2 separate regions of the Danio rerio genome follow, and region 2 is linked to region 1. The links are chromatin contacts, called in public HiChIP or PLAC-seq maps. All regions are on one chromosome and are shown on one strand. The core of a region is the stretch at or near the end of the contact, and the rest is flanking DNA. Distances in the headings are between cores, read along the strand shown.

Evidence for each region. HiChIP or PLAC-seq counts read pairs in DNA pulled down with a chosen protein or histone mark.
Region 2: a contact with region 1 is called in an H3K4me3 HiChIP or PLAC-seq map of embryo, with 3 times the contacts expected there. The contact joins the promoter of fbxw7 here to the enhancer-like site in region 1. A contact is called at or near these places in 3 of 18 Hi-C or Micro-C datasets (embryo, hematopoietic stem cells and an unstated tissue) and 3 of 4 datasets of contacts at active chromatin or transcription factors (caudal fin, embryo and gastrula embryo).

Annotation. Positions count from the first base shown.
Region 1 is chr1:26,715,329-26,719,197 of GRCz12tu, reverse strand. The region is part of intron 1 of fbxw7 (F-box and WD repeat domain containing 7); the gene reads left to right. Among named protein-coding and RNA genes, the nearest start is that of fbxw7, 47 kb to the left of the region's middle. Within about 2 kb of position 1,912, at least 13 of the 62 cell types and tissues checked have an H3K27ac peak or open chromatin away from gene starts, as enhancers often do. A contact at or near this core is called in caudal fin, where this site is marked.
Region 2 is chr1:26,762,804-26,766,995 of GRCz12tu, reverse strand. fbxw7 (F-box and WD repeat domain containing 7) reads left to right here and starts at 2,842. Exons shown (of 13, transcript XM_073951515.1): 1 at 2,842-3,284.

The sequences.
Region 1 (3,869 bases), core at 663-3,162:
CGTTTAGGCAAGAGATTGATGAATTAATGTTTACTATTTGCATCTCCTTAAATCTTATAAACTATTTCTAAACTTTTTGGGGTTCCCGACATGTTTTTGTTGTAGTTTGTGCTATTTGCAGTGCACTCCTGTATTTGTGCGAGTTGTGAGTATTTTCATACATGTAGGGCTGCAACCAATAACTATTTTAATAATCGATTAATCTGTCAAATTTTTTATTGTTTTAAATTTTTTTTAAATCTGATAAAAAAAATCAAAAACAATAAAGGCATTAATTTCCAACCCTTTATTCTAAAACAGAACTACAATCTTTAGACAGTACACAAACATATTGCTCCTTAAACATCCCTGAGCTCTTATAATAATAATAATGATAAAAAAACTGTCTAAAGTTTTGTTTTCAATCAAAATATCTAAAAAAATCTTAAATCAAGATTTGTGTTTACTGCTCAAATATCATAAATCTTTCAAAAATAGAATATAGTGTTTTTTTTTTTTACTCAGACATTTAAAAAGATATTTTAAAGCAGTGATCACAATACTGTGATACGGTGATATTTTTATCCAAGGTTATCATACTGTCAGAATCTTATCAGAATCTGCATACAAGACACATGAAATAGCATAAGAAATGTCTTGTTTTCTGAAAAAACACCTAAAAATTAGGTGATTGTTTGCTTAAAAACAAACAAAAACATTTACCAATGGCGTAAGAAAAATAAATCTTAATGAGATCTCAAACAGAAGTTTTAAGTTTTAAGCACTTGATTTTCTCATGCCATTTTTCTTGTCTAATCTTGATTTTAAGAATTTTTTTTTTTAGGTAGTTGGCGCGACTGTTGTTTACTACTGTTTACTTGTTTTTTTTTTATTTTATTTATTTATTTTTTTTAGCAGCCACAATAGCGCTGTTTGACAAATCTCTTTTATTTAGTTTTTTCGTTTAAATGTAAAATATTCACACGCTTGCTCATGTCATCAACTGCTTGATATTCCAATTCACAAAACGTGTGAGTGTATTATGTTGTTTAAAAGACAGTTAATGATCTTGATCGTGATCTAAAATTTGAAATGGGCATCGCCATGTTTACTTGCAACTGCGCATATACCTCATTCATAAAAGCAGAATACACAGGATTCAGCACAAAGTTATACTCAAAATACGCACAAATATAGTGAACTTGGAGAAGAATAGAGGGGGCTTTATAGTTACTTTAGTGACGCAACTGTTTGATAGTCGATTTATTCAATTCGTTGTTGCAGCCCTACATAATTGACAATCTAACAGTCTAATGGTATTTAAGTACAGAAACTGAATGATAAAAATAGAATTTCAATAAAATGAATCGTATTTAAGGTCACAAATAGTACAATTCCTTTTAATTGAACGTTTTTAAAATCAGTATACAGTCACAGGCATTAAAAAACACATGCAAATGATAAATTTTAATACAAAGTTAACATTGCATATCCTGTAGTGTGACTATTGCGAATGATCACATTGTAATATCAATGCTGAAACGATATGTTGTGCAGGCCTATTTCTCAAAAAATAAACACTGTAAAAGTCAGAAATGAAACGGGAAGCTAAATTGAACAACTCCTTATGAAAGCGAATAATAAATTATAGCAATATCTGCAGCATGGATCAATAAATATTTCCTGTTCAAAAACCCTTGTGAGTTTTGACTGATTCTGTTGTTGATAACTCTACATAGTCCACAGCATAGCTCTTGTTTATGCACATTGAATTATGATAGATTTGTAAGAGTTTTACCTCAAAGGAGAATTGAGAAGCAGGAGTTGTATCATCTCTGGAATTCCTCCTCTCCCTCCCTCTCTCTTTTGTCTCTCTCACTTTGTACCACATTTTTTCTCTGTAACTGGAGTAGATGTTCGCTGGCCCTGCCCGTCACTATCTGAACCTGAACACACTGTAACCTGAGCCCAGCCGTAGGGATCTCTGCGGTGGGCCTCATGGTGGAGCTCTGCCATGGGTACACATCGCTTGACTTTATATCATTACACACACACACACACACACACACACACACACACACACACACACACTGTCAGGTTTAGTCTGCTCCTAATAAAAGCTCCCCTACTGTGCTGATTTCAGATCAGGTACCCCACCCCACCACAACCCAAACAGTCTTATGAGAAAAACATGCCCTGGCTGCCTTGAACCAGAGTTCTAACACCTCTGAAGAGGAGCAGGACGGGCGGAGGAAACGCGAGTGCATTCCTGCTATGATTTATGAATGCTTTTCTCCTCGCACTCCTCTTGATTCACTTCCAGGTGTAGCCGTGCCAGCACTGAGAACAAGTTTGCTCTAGATATGGACAGTGACACCTTGTCAGACAGATGGTATTGTGCGATTTTCAAATTGGTGTGAAGGAATTTGCTTAGTTTTTTTATTGTTTCAAATCTTGCAGTATAATATTTGGTCTTTTAGTGTAATTTAAAACGTTTTAGTGCTATGAATTGATTTTTATTTTGGCCCACTACCAGATTTTGACAGTAGTTTAAGTTAGTGGTGTTATTATACCACAGACTTGCCTGCACTGTTTTTCAAATAGGATCAAAAGTTGATGAGGATACGTTCACAGATTTTTAATCCATCTCTTTGTCCACTTTCCAGATTTCTTTGAGGTAAGGGGCTATGAGTGCATCTATGTTTCTGACATTTCTCATTATAATATTGTGAAATAAGCTTGTGTGATTTGCCTATGAAAGTGAAAGGGGACAACAGAAACAGGGCAGTTCTGTGAGAACAGATTCTGGGATGTTTTAAAAATTAGGCCAGTAGGTTGAGTGTTAAAGGATGGTTCACCTCGAAACTGAAAATTCTGACAGAGTTTCGCTCCCTTCACTCATTCCAAACCTGTTTGAGTTTTACTGTTGAACAAAGATATAGTAAAGAATGTTGGAAAGCTTTCCAAAACGCTTGAGAATATTTTGTTGTGTTCAACTGAAGAAAAAATAATAAGTTTAGAATCCATCAAGTTTAGTTTAGTTTTAAAAAAACATCAAGTTTAGAATCCTTTGAGAGTGAGTAAATGATATGGGAATTCTTATTTTTGGGTAAATCAATCTATGGTCTTTGTCAGTTTCAAATGCTTTCGACCACACAATGCCTGGTGAAATGTAATTTCAGCTACCTCTGTTTTTTTTAAAGAGGATACACTTAAAATCATAGAGATCCAATTTTCACCTGTCATAGCATTGTCTACTTGTTCCTGGTTAAACAAATACACAAATTAACAAAAGTTGTAAATGGGACCATACATTTAACCACTTCAGTAATCCTTTACCATGTCAAATCGATAGTTTCTCAAGGTACTCACAGCTCAGTAGCTTCCCTTACACATGGCTTACTGGGTCTGAGTGGATCAAATTCTCAGCTCTCCATGTCAAGGCTTGACGCCATGTTTAATGCTTTGTGCATCCATGTATGTCCTGTGTATCCTCTTTATATAGTAGCACAAAGATCCTCATGTCTAATAAAGAAACCTTATGCTACAGATATCATCCTCTTACAGGAACTGTTTGTTATTTCACCCCATTTCCCATCCTTCTGCTGCACCCTCACTACCTGCTAAGGGTTTGTTTGAGTGAAGATCTAAAGTGAGCTGGATGTGAAACCTTATAGTGAGGGAGTTAATATCTGGAAACCTTTCTTTAAGGAAATACATAACAATGGTTTCAATAAACTGACCCTTGGTGGACTTGTTTTCTTAAAAACTATTGCATATTTCTTTAACCTTAACCAGCATTTGGACTTGAACTTGTTTAGTCTTAAAGCTGATTCCATAGATTGATGAAATTACTGCAACCCTGTGCGCTTTGAGATCTAAATTCTGCC
Region 2 (4,192 bases), core at 1,593-4,092, 47 kb before region 1:
AAAGTGCTACCAATATTTCAGCAAATGGGATAATAAAAAATGATTTGTTGTATTCTCTCATTCACTGCGCTCTAAGTTTTCCTAACTATGACGCCTTACTCTACTGAAAAACCCAGAAATGTGAAAAGGGTCTATATGGATGTAAACATTAAAGGTAAATTGATTTACAACAGAAAAGTGTGACTGTTACCACAGAAAAATCATATAAGAAATAAAATTAAAGAATTTTCCTTTAAACTTATCCACAGATTTTATTCAGCAAAACACTATTTTCAAAATGTAAAAAAATGGTATTGATATAAATGGTCTTTTTTGCCATGAATACGAGGAGACTGATTTACATTTATTTTGCTATTGCACATACTCTGCTATATTATAGTGAGGCTCAAAAATTAATGAATTTATTTTCCTTCTGCTTAGTCCCTTTATTCATCAGGGATCACCACAACGGAATGAACCACCAACTTATCCAGCATATGTTTTACATAGCAGATGCCCTTCCAGCCGCAACCCAACACTGGGAAACAACCATTACACACACATACACCATACAACCAATTTAGTTCATCAAGTCACCTATACTGCATGTCTTTGGACAGTGGGGGAAAATAAGAGCACCAGAAGGAAACCCACACCAACACAGTGAGAACATACAAACTCCACACAGAAACATCAACTGATCCAGTTGGGACTTGAACCATCGACCTTGCTGTGAGGCGACAGTGACACCACTAAGCCCTATATACAGTAAGTGTATATATTCTGTACAATGACAAAAACAACAAATAATAACAAAGAGTAAATCCCTTTGAGCTTTGGTTGGCACTACTACTAAGTCTACATGACAGAACACAATTTAAAAGAAGAGAAAAGTATGACTGTTAACCACAGAAATATCATGTGAGAAATAAAACGAAATAAATATCCTATAAACTTATTCACAGATTTTATTCAGCAAAACTTTATTTACATAAAAGTAAAAATTGTATTGATATATGGTAATTTTTGCCACGAATAGCAGGAGACTGCTTTACATTTATTTTGCTATTGCACAGACTCCATATTATAGTGAGGCTCGAAAATGTATTAATAATAATGTTCATTGTTGAAAACATTTATCATTGTTATAGGAAAATTTTGGGTTTTACTGACTATCCTAACCAGGAGAACGACTGTTTTTATTTAATTAAATTCTGCTAACCCAATTTTACATTCAGAAATGTAAATTCACTAATAGGAAATCTAATTTTATAGTCTTGTTGACTGAAATCTGCTTACATATTACCAGTATCAGAGACTGTTTAAACAAGAAAGTCCCAGACACTTTAAAAATATATAATTGTTATAATGTATTTCATTCATTTGCATGATTGTGTGTTTATACTTTATTCATACTTACCTCCCCAGGCATTTGTATTTTTTCACAGTAAAAGGTTGTATTCTGTTGTTCTTTAAATAAAAACTAAATGAATAAAGGGCAGTGTGGTGGCACAGTTGGTAGCGCTGTTGCCTCACAGCAAAAAGGTTGCTGGTTGGAGCCTCGGCTGGGTCAGTTGGCATTTCTGTGTGGAGTTTGCATTTTTTGGTGTGGGTTTTCTCCGGGTGCTCTGGTTTCCCCCACAAGCCCAAAGACATGTGGTACAGGTGAATTGGGTAAGCTAAATTGTCTGCAGTGAATGAGTTTGTATGGATGTCTCCCGGTACTGGCTTGCAGCTGGAAAGGCATCCGCTGCGTAAAACATATGCTGGATAAGTTGCGTAAGTTGGTTCAGCTGTGGCAGCCCCTGAGGAATAAAGGGACTAAGCCGAAAAGAAAATGAATGAATAAACATTTTAATGAATAATGTAATGAATAAACATTAAATATTTGTTTGTTTTTTGTTTGTTTATGCAAATAGGCTGTTATTTGCTTTTTTGGTAAATGAAATAAACGGTCAAAAGATTAATTAATTAATTAATTTATATGTATGATGTGACCTTTTGGTAAATATCAAATCAAATCAAATCTCTTTTATTGTCACATCATCAGCAGCATGTGTACTACAAACACAATACAGACCGTGCAAAATACAACACATAACATACTACAAAGAACAAAACAATATACTATTATCAATGTTGACAGTAATAAAGGCAAAAAAAATTTGAAAAATAATAAATATGTTAAGAAAAACACACATTACACACATGTAGACACATGATGGACAAGTACACAATCAAAAAGGTGTACATAGTTTGACTGATTAGGCATTATTGTTTTAAGTAAGGCTTTGACTAAAGTGCGTAAACATACATAAATAGATACATAATCACCGATTCATTAAACATGCGAATAATAAACAAATATGAGAAAAAAATACAGTAAAACATGTTAATAATTTGAATGATTTATAATGCAACACAATATATGTTATTTATTAGACGTGAATGTTACCTTTTATATTTTCTTTTTATTATTACTTAATGTGTTACACTTAATATTTAATTTAATTTTTCATTTTGCCTCCCCTGCAATGACAAACGAGACAAACTTAATAATAAAAAAATACTGATAAATAAATAAATCATTTAATTAACTAATAATTAAAAACAAGCCATTTAAAATGAATTATTTTTATTTTTTTATTGTAAATACAAAATCCAAATACAACAAAATGGGATTCAACTTTACAACTTGTGTGTCATATATGGAAGGCTCAACACAAAATAATATACAAAGATACAAATGTAATATACAAAAAACATTCAAGTTAAAATAAATCCAAGCCATTTAAAATTAAACTCGCATGCATGGGCGACGTAAATGCGTCTTATTTAAGCGACGCGAGCAAGGGTGACGTTATTGGACGACACCGTGACGCTATCATCCGTGGACAGGGAGTCGTACAGGAATCGGTTGGATAAAGGCGATCGCGCTTTAACGGAGCAGCATCGGAGTCGCGTGCCGCATCCCTTGCTTTCTCAGATCGGTCACATATTATTCTATGGGGGATCTGAGTTTTTGCAGAAGATAACGAAGAAATTTCAGCTCTCCCTGATGCAGGGCTCCGAAGGGTGCGAATGACGCTCAGACTTTATTTCGGCGGATGAAAATGTTTGGTTTGTGCTTGTAAAACTTCAGCTCGTTTTCAGAGGATCGTTTCATCTTGCGTTCGGGCAAGCCGGAGAGGAGAAGAGGGGAGACCGGTTTATCCTAACCGAATTCTGGATTGGATATCTGAGGAAACTAACCGTTCGTTTGCACATAGGAGCTTTCCCCCTTCGCCTTTCCACCAGTTTCCAGGGTAAATACTTGCGTTTGTCTCTTGGTTAAACTCAGTGTTTTGCAGGCAGGCAAACTTGACCATGCAAGGCTGATATTTAAAGTAAAGGGCCATGTGATCAGCTTCACTACACTACCTCGTGGAGGTATTGGGCATATAGAACGGAATGCATGGCCTTTTCAGGTTTATATAGTATTTTAATTCCCATTTTCAATGCAATGGTGTGTGACGTTAGTGTAGCAGGTTGCCTGGCATTTAAAATTACACCGCGAAATAACACCGAGAAATGACTCGCGTGAAACTGTTGTAATGTTAAGTTACTTAATTATTTTAACCTTAACCCATTTCCGAAATGGGACACTTTAAAACAGTTTTTGCTAGACTTTTGTAGCTGCAGCAAACAAACCTAATAACGTTACAGAATGTGTAATACAGCCACAGTATTTATTTATTTTCCATGTCTGATTGATTTCATTAGTTTGTGTACGGACTTGACCTAAATTTAATGTATTTGCACTACGTAAAAATAAAACATTGTTTGGAAATACAACTTCACAGCAGACGAAAAGGCTTAATTCCGTTGCCTTATAACAGCTATGCATTCCACGACTTTACAACATCATTTATACGGTGTCTATCTACAATTTATGGTCCGTTTACGTTTTAGACAACTAATAATCATCAATGCATCCTTAATATTATTATTCCGTTTGTTATAGATTGTTCTTCTGTTATTTAGCCGGTTAGCAAGAGGATGTTTAGCTTAGGCTAACACTATTAGCACACCCGCAACTGGACAATCGAAACACAGTGTCTTACGAATACGTTTATACGTTTGTCCACTACACTGCCATTTATATGAAAAAGTGTTCTATTTTGTGACCGTGTCATCAAGGGCACTTGAAACATCTGATAGCGGTTAGCCTAGC